5 separate regions of the Sus scrofa genome follow, and regions 1, 2, 3 and 4 are each linked to region 5. The links are chromatin contacts, called in public Hi-C, HiChIP or PLAC-seq and promoter capture Hi-C maps. All regions are on one chromosome and are shown on one strand. The core of a region is the stretch at or near the end of the contact, and the rest is flanking DNA. Distances in the headings are between cores, read along the strand shown.

Region 1 (2,700 bases), core at 21-2,520, 710 kb after region 5:
AGCAGGTAAATTCTGCTTTAGCACTTCTATTTCCAATGTCAAATCCAATGCTATCCCAGAAAAGAATAACCTAAGCTGTTGCAGGCATGAAAAGGCAGGATACAAGCGTCTGCACCAGTGCCTACAGCAAAATGGCCTGGACCTGAATTTGCTTTCTGTGATCAACATACAGTTGAGTATCTAGTTTCTTAGTAGGAAGAGGGGATATCCAAAGTACTGTGATATTTTTCTTATCATTTTATTTGTCTCTCTTCTCATATCTTGTTAAGGACGAACCTGTCTCTTTCTCCAGTAGCTATAAGACCCTTTAGGTTGAAGACTTGCTTGAATCTTTGTAACTCATAACCTAGCATGGTACTGAACCTACAGTATATGCCAGTAAATGTTTTTTAAGTGAGTAAATACTCAGCTAGTTATTGAGTAGGAAAAAAGATAATGCAGAAACATTCTTGAGAAGCAGATAGCCTTGCATGGAGGAGACTCTAATGTATGTAGAACAATTAAGCCAGAATAAATGACCCACAGAATTGAGTATCAAACTCTGTCCTCCAGAGTATCAATAAGTACAAATTTGTAGTAGGAACAATTCTAAGTACTATAACTCATTGGCAGGTAAGGCATAATAAACGGGGTCTGTTTAAGCCTTTAGGATGATTAGAATCTGGATAGAATACTTGCTGAACAAACAGCTTGGGGTTTCCTCAATGTCTTTATTTTATAAACAGAGTAATGAGTCAGTGTTGCTGTTGCCTGGGTCTCTAACAGCAGAAACAGCTTTCATTTACCAGTGTTTGCAATGCTTCGGTTGGTGAGTTTTTCATCTCCTTCCTAGTTCTCAGTGTCTTGTCACCACCACTTCCTGGGTTTCTCTTAGCACCGTTTGGACTTACTACCGAATAAAGTCAGAGATGCTTTCGTCCCTGCGGGTGCGAGTGTAGTTCTGGTAGGAGTGCGGGAGGTGAACGCGCTAAGACTTTCTTTCACAGTTTTTCATAGTTTCTTCCCAGCTGTCCCGTCTGACTATAAGGAAAAATGGATCACGGTCAAGTTAGCTCTAACTCCTAGGGCGTTTTCTAGAGCTTTTCTGACGAACCCAGGATTCAAAGCACTTGGTGTAGTAGGAGGAGCTCCAAGACTCAGGCCCGCCCTCTCCTTCAGGACGCTGAGCGCGCGGGGCGGAGCTTAGTGGGGAAGACTTGCGGCTCGGTACGCATGCGCTTTGACCTCTCTCCTAGAAACTTCCGGGTGGAGAGAAATGGGCGGAGTCAAGACCGGAAGCACGGGGGCGGGCGTTTCCTCATTAAGCTCGTCCCTTAAGATGAGCGCTTTGGCTCGCGGTTGGTGAACGGATGGTTGTGTGGGATGGCTCATCTCACTCCTAAACAATTTTCTGCAGGGCTAGAAATCAACCTGGGGTAAATCTGACACTAATGAGCAAGTGGGCCGATAGTCTCTAAGGTAGCTGCTCCATTAACGCAAGTTCTTCCTGGGGCTCCAGAGATGGTTGACGGCTTCCTTTGGCTCCACGTCTCTGCTGGCCGTCTAGTTTATACCATTGCGGGCGCACCGCTCCCCGACCCCACGCCATTATGTACGATCGGGCTCCTCGCTTGCTTAGATTGGCTGAAGGTGGCAGCACTGAGGATCATGTGGGTCCTGGATCCTACCAGGTACCTTTCCTGAAGCAGCAGGCAGCAGGTAAGATGTAGGTAGGGAAAGGCAAGCCTTCTGTGACAGGCGCCTCACTTTCAGCCTGCTCCGCTTCTGTGTGCCTGAGGAAAGCATAGTAGCATCACTTCAAAAGTATAACAGCATGAAGTAGGCAGGGAAGATACTGTCCTTATTTCACAGATGATAACTAGTAAAATAAATTTGTCCCTTTAAAAAATTATAATTGATTTACAGCGCTGTGTCAATTTCTGTGGTACAGCATAGTGACCCAGTAAATTTGTCCCATTTCACAAGGCCAGTGAGCCAATGGTGAGGACTTTTGATTCTACAATGGTTGTCTACATCATTCTTTAAATTATACAGGTGACATCTAGGATTTCGATTTCCTTGATCTGGCTATGAGTCTCCAAATCATGTGTACTTCTCACCGCTTTCTGTCTTTTTTTTTTTTTTTCGAAATCCTGCCTGCCTCACACACCATTCCTAACTAACCAGAGAAACATTCATTAGCTAAGATATAACGTTAAAATTTTTGTTTTGCAATATTTTTTAAAGATAGTCCCATGTGTTTTTTTCTGGTAGATGTTTCTTATCTGACCATACCCATCTTCTCTTTAAACATACTTTATAAGAGTTCCTTCATCCCACATTCTGTAAAGAAAAGCTATACTCTTGAGAGGTAGTGGGAATGGATAATTTATTTATTTTTGTCTTTTTGCCTTTTCTAGGGCCGCACCGGTGGCATATGGAGGTTCCCAGGCTAGGGGTCTAATCGGAGCTGCAGCCACTGGTCCATGCCCGAGCCGCAGCAACGTGGGATCTGCCAGATCTGAGCCGCCTCTGCAACCTACACCCCAGCTCACTGCAACTCCAGATCCTTAACCCACTGAGTAACGCCACGGATCGAACCGAAACCTGGTTCCCAGTAGGATTCGTTAACCACTGAACCCTGACGGGAACTCTGGGAATGGATAATTTAAATAATTATTTGCTCTCTTTTGTTTGCAGCTAGTGACTAGGGGTAACTTT
Region 2 (2,700 bases), core at 98-2,597, 780 kb before region 5:
TTGGGATAAATGGAGGCAGTGATTTAAAACTTCGCAAAAATTTGGCTATTAACGAAAAAATAGATTTTTTTTGATCAGCAATAACATTATTTTAGGAAGGTAAAGTTGGCCTTTAAGTGACTGTTGATACAGTTTTGCTGAATAGAATAATGATTTAAATGAAGGCTTGAAAAAATAATGGGTGTAAAAATCATTGTTAAGAAAAGAACATGAGGAAGGAGAGAGCAAACATGATACCTGACTGATAGAATCATGGAACACAGACATAGATCAGGAAACAGATTTACTGGAGTTTTTAGGAGCTTTTGAGTTAGAAGTGATAGACTTTATGTAGAAATATCCAGCATCCAACAAGCAGCTAAAAATGTGAACTTACAACTCAGATGAAAGGTGCAGATTTAGGGTTCATATTCTCAGAACACTGGAAAGAGAAAAACAGCAGAGGAACTGAAGACAAGTTTTAAGTGTCTTCCTTTAAGAGGAGACTAAAGTGGGTGAGGAGCTAAAATAAGTGCAGTGTCCTGAGAAATGAAGGAAAATAAAGTGATCTTTAATGACATGTTGCTATGGAACTGTCAAGTTTATTTGAAATGACTGGCGGTCAGTTGTAACATCTGGGAGCTTTTTAGTTTGCCACTTCATCCTCCTAGGGATAACTAGGAAATAAGTATCCAACTTATGTGCTGAGCAATAGTTAATTCCTTTTGCACTTTTAGGGGCTGGAGTTGAAATACAGTCAAAGGCAAGTTCCCACAGACCTCATTTTTCTACCACCCACTGTAGATTTTTGTTAAATGTGCAAACAAGCAAGGCACTAAACAAACAAAAACAATATAGGCAGTCCTTAAAGGCACAGCCTTCTAAGTTGCTAGTGAAAAAGGCTGTTCAATGTCTGCATATGTCGAGGCTTGAGGTACAAAAATAACAGATCTCCAGAAAAATCATGGATCGTTGATTCAATCTAGACAAGGCTTGGAGTCACAGCACGTGGGCAGCACCAGCGGAAAAGCCAAAAGAGACTAAGAAACTGGGATCAGAAGCCTGTGGACCTGGGACTTCTCATCACGGGCAATCTATTGCTGACGGTATGTTAAGACCACCCCTTCAAATTTCTTCATCTACAAGAAGAGGCTTTAGGATAATGGACCCTAAAGAAAAAAAACAAAAACCACCTAATTAAAAGTATGCACCCCTGCCCAACAAAAACGTCCCACGGGGTCCTGACAGCTCGGACAGGTCATAGACGTCGCGATCCACCTGCAGCGCAGGCGCAGGCGCAGGAAGTAGCCGCCGTGGGTGGGGCGGGGCGCAAAGGCGCGACTGCGCGCTCCCTCGCCGAAGCACCTCCCCGGAAGTCTCGCGAATCCCTGCGTCGGCGACGTGGGAAGTGCTTCCTGGAACCTCAGAGGAGGTCGTAAATCATGTGACCGCGGCTCTTAGAAGAACCTGTCTCAGGCAGTCCCTGAAGTGACAGCTCAGAGTATCGAGCAGCCCAGAAACCCAGGTAACTGGAGCCACTTTGCCCGGAGTCAGCTTTGGGCCCGCAGGTGGTGCGTGCAGTGAGGTGAAAGAGAGGACGCCCTTTCTGTATCCCCTTTGGGCCCGGATCTTTGGGGTAGAGGATGGAGTGGGCTGAGGTCAGGCATTTCGGTTATCCGTCTGGGCATCTGGGAACTTCGACTCCCTTGGGCCTGGGAGGCCGAGCCCTAGAGCCGCGGAGCCTTTTCCGACCCTGAGAAGAACTGACTGCGCTTATTAGGGTCGGGGTGGGAAGGGCGAGGAAGTCTTGTGGGGAGAGTCACCAGGAGTTTCTCTTCCAGGCTTGGCGATTGATCCTCCGGGAGAAAGGGGTTCATCATGGCGGATGTGAGTTAATACCCCCACACAAGAGGAAGTAAAGAGTAGGGAAACGGATGAGGCTACTGGGCACGTCCCACGTTCAAATTTATTTCTTTTTAGCGCTCCCCTCCAATTTTCTCCAGGATCTGGAGTGTGAGAATAATATGAATAACTTGCGGAGTCCTGAGTTTCTGCTTGGAATGAGGGTGAAAGACGCTAAGGTGCCTGAGACTGAGAAAGTTTTATTTTTTCCCCAACCCAAGTTCTGGGAGCCTAAGACAGACTCTGCATGTTTACCGTTTCCATTTCTAAACGGTGGTTTGCTATGAGTCTTTTGTCAGTAAGTGGTTGTGTCTCTCTGGGTTCATTGTAGCAATCTGAGCTTTATAACTAATACCTCTTTAGCACAACCATATAGCCAGAATAATAAATTTAGGGAACTTCATTGTACTAGTTAGTAGAAACAGCTGGGAATTAATACTACTAATGTTTGTGTTTGTTTACATTTTACGTACTGTGTTTTTTGTTTGTTTGTTTTTCTTATATACATGCTAAATATTCTTTGGAACATTGAACTCATTTAATTCTTAAAACAGTTTTTATGAGGTAGCCACTGTTATTGTTATCCCTGTGTTATCAATGAGGATGCTGAGGCACAGAAAGAGCAGGTAACTTCCCTCAAGTTACACAGTTGATAAGTTGTGGAGTCAAGATACCAGCACAGGCAGACTAACTCCAGAGTCCTTACTCATAACCAGTAGGCTAAATGGTTATTCGACATTAATATGAATCTGCTGTTTCTTTTTGGGTTGCAAGATTATGTGTTTGAACATTTAGCAACTTTGTGTGCCTTTATCACTC
Region 3 (2,700 bases), core at 167-2,666, 600 kb after region 5:
GCCAAAGGAGCAAATTTTAAAAAGAAGAAAGAAACTATGACAGGAATGGAAGCAAACTGGGGAACAGGCAGAAGCATGGCATTCCAAACCGCTACAATTTTTAAAAATGTTTCGTCTTTTAATCACATTACCGTAGCCACCAGACGTTTTTGCAATTACTGAACTTAACAATGAAGCAACATATTATGAAAAAGTAGGATTAATTATATGTAGCTTTGTAAAACATCTCATCCCAACTCTTAAATATCTCATCCCAAACTCTTAAGATTAATCACAAACACGAAGGAACTAAAATCGCATTATATAGATTCCGACAAGGGAAGCTGGGAAAGCATTACTAGTATGTAAGTTCGGTACCATGTTACAGACAGGCAGGGTGCAGTTTCGTGCTACAGGAGACAGGCGAAGGAGCCAAGAAAATGCGTTGAACACCGGAATAGTGCACACTGTAGTCACCCAACACGAATTCAACAGCTAGCGGCTCTATCCATCCTGCCTCACGTTCCTCGTGGCCTCTGACAAGTCATCCTTTCAACCTATGAGACTGTCCGCTCTCCCCCACCGAAAATAATTTCCGTGCAGGTTGTAAAATCACCCCCACAAACTACTTGCTCCCACTTCCCCGCCTCGGGATGAGCAGTCCCCAAGATGGGGAAAGGTCGCCCAGACAGGGAAGTTACGTGAAGTGGTCTTTCTAGCGGTCGGACCCGAGTCTCCAGCCCAGCAGCCGCGAGGGGAAGGAAGCCGGCGGCCTCTGAAGAAACCGGGATGGGGCAGCGGATGCGAGCCCGCGGGGCAGGCTCCGTGGTGCCCGGGCACCGGCTCGGGCAGGAAGAATGGAGGAGGGGAGGCGAGGCAGCGAGGTGCCCGAGAGCCGGGCGGCGGTCCGGCCCCGCGGCCCGACCCCACCCCGCACTCTGGACCCTCCCAGCCCTGGGACCCGGCGTGCGTTCCGCGTGCGCCGACTCTCCCCGGAGAAACAGCCACTGCCTCACCCCGGTGGACTGGAGAAATCCGGCAACTTTGCGCGAGAAATGCTTCCCACCCTGCACCACGCCGAGAAAGAGAAATATGTCAGGCGATGACGGGGGAGGAAGGATGACTTACCCATGTTCCTCCCAGAGGGTGAGGAGCCGGCAGGTCGAGGCGAAGGTCTCCGGTGCGGGCGGCGCGGCGCTGTGTCCTCCCTCTACCTCTGTCTCTCCCGCAACCAGGGAGGGACCCGCGGGGGGCGGCCGCCGGGGAGGAGCAGCTGGTGCTGCCGCTGCTGCTGCCGCTGCTGCTGCTGCTGCAGGCAGCGCGGCCGCGGCGGGGACGAGCGGCGGGGGGCGGGGCGGGGTAGGGCGGGGCGGGCGCAGCCTGCGGCGGGCGCAGCTCGGAGCGGGCAGGCGGCGGAGGCGCCGAGCCGGCCGGAGGAGCGCCCGCCCCGACGCGCACTCCGGGAGCGCCCCGCCCTCCCCGCCGAGCATGCTCAGTGCCTCCCTTTTTTTTCCCCCCGGGGCAAGTCAATCTGAGCGTGCGGGTGGGCGTGTGTTTGCGGGCCGGCTGCAGCCGCCGCGGAGGAGCTTGATGGCTGCCGCCGGAGGGGCGGAGGGTAGGCCCTGGGCAGGCTGGGTACCGGGACGCTGTGCCCGAACTATTACCTTCCAGGTCGCTACCCCGACCTGGCCAACCCACACCCGGAAAACGGGCCAGTCTTCATTACCCGACAGGCCGGGTGCACAGGCGGGAATTTCCCGAAGGAGGAGACCCTGGGCCGCCTCAGACCCGGGAGGGTGGTCGGGAAGCAAGGCAGTCGTCCTGAAACGGGGCCGGCATGGACATGCTGGCGATGAGGCCAGCGCCTCTGGAGACAGATATCTGAGGACGCTTGTTTTCAGAGCAGCCGTGTGGGCCCGCTGGGCACAGAGAAGGGAGGTGGCCGCGGGAAGGGCGCTTAACATTAGCGGGCACATCAGTGGGACAGTTAAGTCTGTCCTGGCTGCGGCCAGTTTAAAAGAGGTTCCCGGCAGCGAGAGGAGTGACCGCCCCGGGATTTCTTCGGAGCGTATCGTTCTCCTTCCTAGGGGAGCGCGGCCTTCCTTTCCCCGGAGGACACCCGAAAAGCCATGTCACAAGGGTGCCCTGGCCGTCGGGCGCCACCCTCCTCGGATGTGCCCATCTTTGCCCCGCTCCCTTTAAACGCGGCGGGAACAGGTTGCCAAGGCAGGAAACCAAAAGTCCGCCCAGTTGGCTGCGGCCCCATCGGGTCGAACGCCGGAGTTTCCTTGGACCACGGGGCCAGCGCCTGCTCCCCGCACCTCCCCAGCGGCGGGGACAACCTGAGCTGGGCGCTCCCTTTTGAGGGCACCCTCCCAACTGGGCATGCGCGCGAGACAGAGGCTGGTCTTGCGTCCTCCGCCCTGCGGGAGGAGGCTGGGGGAAACCTTCCCGTTCCCTGCACTCTGGTCGCGCCCCGACTCTCGGTGGTTGGGGTGAGGAGTCAGGTCGGTCTCCCCAGGCGGCAGCAACTACGGTCTAGGCGGGGAAAGGGCGCAGGCAGTAGCACAGCCTGTAGGAGGGAGATGCTGAATAGCTAAATGGAAATTTCTCTTTTTCAACTTTTACTCTTTCAGCCCAATGTTGAGAAAAGGTGCTCCCTGCCCTTCATCAGCGGCCCTCTTACAGTCAGATCCGTTTCCATTTATATGACTGATACTA
Region 4 (2,759 bases), core at 213-2,712, 850 kb before region 5:
GCAGCTGCCAGCCTACACCACAGTCACAGCCATGCAGGATCCCAGCCACGCATGCCATCTAGTCCACAGCTCAGGGCAACCAAGGATCCTTAACTCACTGAGTGAGGCCGGGAATTGAACTCGCGTCCTCGTGGATACTAGCTGGGTTCTTTAGCGCCAAGCCACAACAGGAACTCCCAATTTTTTAATTTTAAAATTAACAGCAAATTTCCAAAAAAACTTGATAAAACTTTCAGATTGAAACCCAAACTACAGTACTAAAGAGTATATATTTCAAATTTTCTTAATGTCAGAAATACTGAATTATGTTTATAACGTAATTACTGTTAAAACTCCAAGTATGAAAGATTTGGATCACTACTGTCTCCAAGCAGCTGGACGTGTACAGAGGTGCTATTAATCTATTAGTTGGAAAATTAAGTAGCTGGCATTATGATAGTACTGTGTGTACAGTACTATTTTTTTAAGCCCATCATTTGCATTTGATTACATGGACCATCTGTAACTGCCTGTGAATCATATGAGGACATTTACCGAACATTTGTCAAGTAGCAAAATGTTTAGCATAGAAGAGTTGACACATAATAGCCTTCATGTTTCACTAAATCAACTTTAGAAGCCAGGCTATAGGTACAACCCACAGACGTGTAGTCTTTAGAAAAATATGATTTGATTAAAGAATACCGCCTCAGCCCAAGCCTTCAGTGGGTAGACCAAAAGGTCTTTTATGACCAGCGAGGTGACTTTGCTTCACCGTCTTTTCCATGAAACTGTTCTGTTGGGGTTGGGGAGGTAGGGGGTTCAAAAAGTCCTGAGAAAAGAAGAGGAAGGAGATACAGCTGAAAAAGTGGGAGCAGAGGGTCGTGATGAATCGGTGGCTGGGCACTTGCCTAGGAGGAACAAACGCGAAATCACTACCCAGACTATGGTTAGCGAAGGAGTCGGGGCGCCTTTCACTGGACGCCTTCGCGCCACCTGTCAGACCGGAGGTGTCAACGGGAATGCAGGGGGGTCGGTGAAGGTACCCCGTGCTCCGGAAGAAGGCTGCGGACAGGCGGGTCTCTGCCCGCCAGGTGTTCTAACGGGGCGGAGGCGGAGGGAGGGCAGGGCAGGAAGGAGGGAGTGCTAGTCCCCGCTTTCCGAGGTCTCTGGAACCGAGCAAGGAGGCAAAGGTGGAATAGGGGGCAGCTACTGCGTGCCCCTCCCCTGAGCCTCTCAGCTCCTCCCTCCAGGCACGTGACTAAGCCGGCGGGTGCCCTGCTCAAGCAGCGTAGCTCGCTCTGTTTCTTCCCTCCCGCCGCTGTGCCCTTCTTCTCCCGGGTTCCCATCCCTCCGTTCTCCCCCACCTCCTTCTCATGCCCCAATAACAGCTCGAGCTGCAAAGCGCCCGCCCCTCCGCCCTTTTCTTCGCTTGCTCATTGGCTGAGACTTCAAGGACGCGGCCCGAGGGCGGGTGGCAGCCATTGGTGGGATGAGCAATCCGAGTTCCCGGATGAGGGAACATTCTGCAGTATAAAGGGAGCGGGGAAGGCGGGAGACAGCGCAGTTTGAATCGCGGTGCGACGGAGGAGTAGGCGGCGGGATCTCGCTTGGTGACTGACTAGTCCTTTCTCTGCCTTGCTTGTTTGAGCTTCAGCAGAATTCGAAATGGTAAACTTCGCGGAGGCGCTCGAAGACTACGCGGGTTTTTGCCGGCAGGAGAAAAACCCGTTACACACGGAGATGGGGGTGAAGCGGTGACGGTTGGGAACGCGCGGAGAGAGGATGTGGAAGAGCGGGGGGAGGTGTTTTGTCGGCGGCGAGCGGAGCAGCCTCCGATCTCGCGGCGGGCGGCGACGGTTGGGTGGCGCGCGCAGCGCCGCTGGGAGCCGGAGGGCGGTGAGCGGGCGGCCTGAAGCGCGCGGCCGCGGCGGGCGCGCAGCGGGGGGCAGGCGGGCGGGGTCGCCCTTGCGGCGCGCGGCGGGCCGGAGACCCCGGCTGGGCACCGGGCCCCGCTCGCGCCCGGGCCGCCCCGCGGTGGGGGAGGGGCGCGCCGCCTTGGTAATCCTGTATTCTGCGTTCCTTCTTCGCTCGCGGGCGTGTGCGCGCCGCAGGCTGGCGGTAAGGCTGGGAAGGACTCCGGAAAGGCCAAGACAAAGGCGGTTTCCCGCTCGCAGAGAGCCGGTTTGCAGGTCAGTGGGGGTTTCTGCTGTCTGGGAATCGCGGCGTTTTTCTCTCCTTTTTCTCTGTTTATCATTGCACTAGATGAGCTTTTGGTCTTTGCGTGGTGATGGTGTCGGGACTTGGTTTACCGATACAATAAATATTGGGGAAGGGGGGGCGATCACGTGTGGCGATGCTAGGGCGCGTTGCTGCATCAGCCTCCGTGCCCCTTGCTTTGGCGCGCGTATAATTTGACCATTTTTGGCTCCTCTATCTTTGTGCATTTGTGTTTGTGTATGCGAAAAATGAAGTTTCCGGTGGGCCGTATTCATCGACACCTGAAATCTAGGACGACCAGCCATGGACGTGTGGGCGCGACTGCCGCTGTGTACAGCGCAGCCATCCTGGAGTACCTCACCGCAGAGGTAAATGGGTGTACGCCTGTAATCTGGAAAAGGTGGTGGGGGGAGGCGGTGAGAGGGAAGGAGGAAAGTGATGCAAGAAAACTCCCAGGCTCTGAACGCGGTGAGAAGCTTCTGACAACGCTAGAGGGGGCTGGTGTTCATTTTGGGTTCCTCCTGAGCTTGAGTTGACTGCTTTAGGAAATAAAATTGCGT
Region 5 (2,700 bases), core at 195-2,694:
ATACTGATTTTTCTGGTGTTAACATTCTTAAGAAGCATGGGAAATAGTAATGATATAATATCTTCCTCATTAAAATCTTGCAGTAGCACTCTGCTAGATTTCTTCTGTTTTTTTATATGGATAACCAGACTGTGCAGAGTAAGACTGTCTTCAGAAATGACAGCACAAGCAAAAAAAAGAAAAAAAGAAAGAAATGACAGCACAGTATCTTAGCGGGGAAGAAAACGTCGGATGTCACTCTGGGGATAAACCTCTAATTGCCAGTGATTATAACAATATTTTCCTAAACATTAAAGCCTCTATGGAGGGTAGCTAGTTATAAAAACATTGTCTCGAAACTTTTAAAATTGCATTGGTGTACATGATAATGTAACAACATAAGCAAAAGAAAAATTTAAAACATTGTTTAAAGAACAGTAAGGGAAGCAGCTGATCCTTACGAAGGCACGAGGTTGCTTATTATGAAGCATTTATAGAGTCTGATGCATTTTCAAAGCTGGTTACAATCATTACCACAGCATACCCTTGTGAGGTAAGTGTATTACCATCTGTGGTTCATAAATGAAAAAGCTGAGGCACTGAATGATTAAGTCACTTGCCTAAGGAGAATGAGTCAACGTCAAGAGTCATAGTTGACCCAGCCTAACGACTCCTGACGGTCAGTCCAGGGCTTAGTCAGCGGGGGCCGGAGTGGCTTCCCTGGCTGGCACCTGGACTTGGGCTATTTCCCTTCACGTCGAAGCAGAACAGTGCAATCGAGAGGACAGAACTTCAGATAATTTTTACTTCCACGCAAGATTTAGCCCTGAGATTTTAATCTCAGGAGTTGGAACACGAAAAGCTGTCGGGTGCACTCCCCCTCCCCCGAACTGTGGCAAGTGGTTACTGTGGGCGGTTCCGCCACTCCCTTTCGCAGTGATGGCAATGAGTGACCACCAGCGTTAGCGGAGCCGGGGGACGGGGGAGGGTTGATTGCTTAACGATTTTCCCTCGCCGCCTCTTTTTGGAACTAAGAGAAAATGGTGGGAAGTCAAAAGAAAATTAAATAAACACACAGGCAACTTGTCCTAGGACCTCAACTAAGCAAATGAAGCCTTATTGTGCGTGTTGAGCCTACAGTTCCCAACCTTCCGAGGAAGATGGGAGGACAGGGCGACAAAGGGCACAGGAGGCATGCCTGGCAGTGAGTGCGACAGCAACTACCCAGGCGGAAGAGCAGAGGACTGAAAGCCACCCTCCAGCACGCGAGTGTCCGCTGCGCCGAGAACCGCGCACGGTACCCACCGGCCACGTGACCAGTCTTTTTTTTTTTTTTTTTTTTAAACTTCCTAGCCTAAAAAAAAGAGACAGGGAGAGCGAGCCACCGAGAGAGCGACTCCACTTCCCAGAAGCCTCTTGTTAAACACGCAGCTGCAGTCTTGCGCAGGCGCCGCCAGGGCCAAACGGACACGTCCGTCACGTGAACAGTAGCCGGCCAATCCGGTTTGAATCTCATTTTTTTCCTCTCACCCCCTCCCTTCAGGAGCGGTTGTGCGATCAGATCGATCTAAGATGGCGACTGTGGAACCGGTGAGTATTGCCTTTGGCCCCCACCCCCACCGGTCCCCGCGCTCCGTCTCCTTTCGGACTGAAGGATCCCGCGGGACGGCGTTCCCAGCGCGCACGCTACCCCTTGCCGCCCCCTCCCCCTCTTCTTTGGCCTGACCTCCCTGCGGACAATTGGGGGCGCCCCGGAGGCTGGCCGCCACGGCGTGTAGAGCACACGTTCTGGTGGGGGCCCGCGAGCTAGGGGAGAGATGTGGGGGAGGGGCGGCGCGGCTCCCCCTGTGGAGCCGCAAGGTGTCTATAAGGGTGGTGCGTGATCCGGCCTCTGGGCGAGGTGTGTGGGAATCGTGCCTTTGCGATGGGAAGGCGCGGGCCCGGCTCCGAACGAGCGCCAGGATTCGCAGGGACGGTGGGCGGCGAGCCGGCCTGGAATGAGATGGAGGAGGGAGCCTCGGAGCAGCCTTTCCCTCTCTCCCTCCCGAGCTCTGGCTCAGGGGCTTGGGTTCCGGGCGCGCGCCGGGATTTCTTAGACCGGTGGGCCAGGGAGCCGGTGAGCGCGCGGTGCCACGGGGTGGGTTGGGCGGGAGTGGTGCCGCGGCACGCGCGGAGAAGGTTCTTCCTCGCCGAGGGGAGCCGAGAGGGGCGAGCGCATGTTACTCCAGCATGTCCGAGAGTTGTCGGGGTTGGCGACCCGGGAGGCGAGAAAGGTTTCGGGGTGGGGAGGAGAACCCTTGGTGGCGCGGTAAAGCTCTGAGAGTAGGGTGAAGGGTGCTGGTGGTTGGAAGGGGGATCACATTGTCCTCGCCCCTCCATGCTTGAGCCTGGGCTGTCATGGAGGAGGGAAGGGGGAGGAGCGAGGCCTGCTGATAGCTGCTGGGGCTGGTCGGCTTGCCGGCCGGACCTGCGGCATTTCACACGCGCCTGTCTTCCATTCATTCATCCTTTCCGCGCTGTGCGCACGCCTCAGAGAGTGCGAATGGGTGTAGATCCATCTGTTCTTCCGCGGCTTTATCCTCTGGAAGAGTTCTCAGACACTGTTTAACTTAACTTTTAAAGTTAGGTTTCTGTTTGATTTTTTTTCTTTATCCGTTCTCCTGGCTTTCTTCCCAGTTCAGGCACCATCTTAAACTTATTTTAAGCAGGCTGATCCCAGAG

The links. Promoter capture Hi-C pulls out the DNA fragments that hold promoters and counts their contacts. Hi-C and Micro-C count contacts between places; a contact is called where the count stands out from the background. HiChIP or PLAC-seq counts read pairs in DNA pulled down with a chosen protein or histone mark.
Region 1: a promoter capture Hi-C map of liver shows a contact between it and region 5, with 6 times the contacts expected there. The contact joins the promoter of STPG2 here to the promoter of EIF4E in region 5. A contact is called at or near these places in 2 of 5 promoter capture datasets (fetal liver and liver), 2 of 47 Hi-C or Micro-C datasets (heart right ventricle and liver) and 1 of 2 datasets of contacts at active chromatin or transcription factors (skeletal muscle).
Region 2: a Hi-C map of liver shows a contact between it and region 5, with 6 times the contacts expected there. The contact joins the promoter of LAMTOR3 here to the promoter of EIF4E in region 5. A contact is called at or near these places in 1 of 5 promoter capture datasets (liver), 2 of 47 Hi-C or Micro-C datasets (embryonic fibroblasts and liver) and 1 of 2 datasets of contacts at active chromatin or transcription factors (alveolar macrophages).
Region 3: an H3K27ac HiChIP or PLAC-seq map of alveolar macrophages shows a contact between it and region 5. The contact joins the promoter of RAP1GDS1 here to the promoter of EIF4E in region 5. A contact is called at or near these places in 1 of 5 promoter capture datasets (liver), 1 of 47 Hi-C or Micro-C datasets (skeletal muscle) and 2 of 2 datasets of contacts at active chromatin or transcription factors (alveolar macrophages and skeletal muscle).
Region 4: an H3K27ac HiChIP or PLAC-seq map of alveolar macrophages shows a contact between it and region 5. The contact joins the promoter of H2AFZ here to the promoter of EIF4E in region 5. A contact is called at or near these places in 2 of 47 Hi-C or Micro-C datasets (embryonic fibroblasts and heart right ventricle) and 1 of 2 datasets of contacts at active chromatin or transcription factors (alveolar macrophages).

What each region holds. Positions count from the first base shown.
Region 1 is chr8:122,113,776-122,116,475 of Sscrofa11.1, forward strand. STPG2 (sperm-tail PG-rich repeat-containing protein 2) reads left to right here and starts at 1,271. Exons shown (of 13, transcript XM_021101745.1): 1 at 1,271-1,698. The coding sequence starts at 1,590. It overlaps LOC102160109 (a long non-coding RNA gene), which reads right to left and starts at 1,258. Exons shown (of 4, transcript XR_305112.2): 1 at 786-1,258.
Region 2 is chr8:120,624,550-120,627,249 of Sscrofa11.1, forward strand. LAMTOR3 (ragulator complex protein LAMTOR3) reads left to right here and starts at 1,348. Exons shown (of 5, transcript XM_021101727.1): 1 at 1,348-1,504; 2 at 1,821-2,700.
Region 3 is chr8:122,006,076-122,008,775 of Sscrofa11.1, forward strand. It overlaps RAP1GDS1 (rap1 GTPase-GDP dissociation stimulator 1), which reads right to left and starts at 1,417. Exons shown (of 14, transcript XM_021101742.1): 1 at 1,108-1,417. The coding sequence starts at 1,111.
Region 4 is chr8:120,562,290-120,565,048 of Sscrofa11.1, forward strand. It overlaps H2AFZ (H2A histone family, member Z), which reads left to right and starts at 1,463. Exons shown (of 5, transcript NM_001123122.1): 1 at 1,463-1,650; 2 at 2,094-2,171; 3 at 2,454-2,567. The coding sequence starts at 1,648.
Region 5 is chr8:121,408,189-121,410,888 of Sscrofa11.1, forward strand. EIF4E (eukaryotic translation initiation factor 4E) reads left to right here and starts at 1,445. Exons shown (of 7, transcript XM_003129314.5): 1 at 1,445-1,569. The coding sequence starts at 1,552.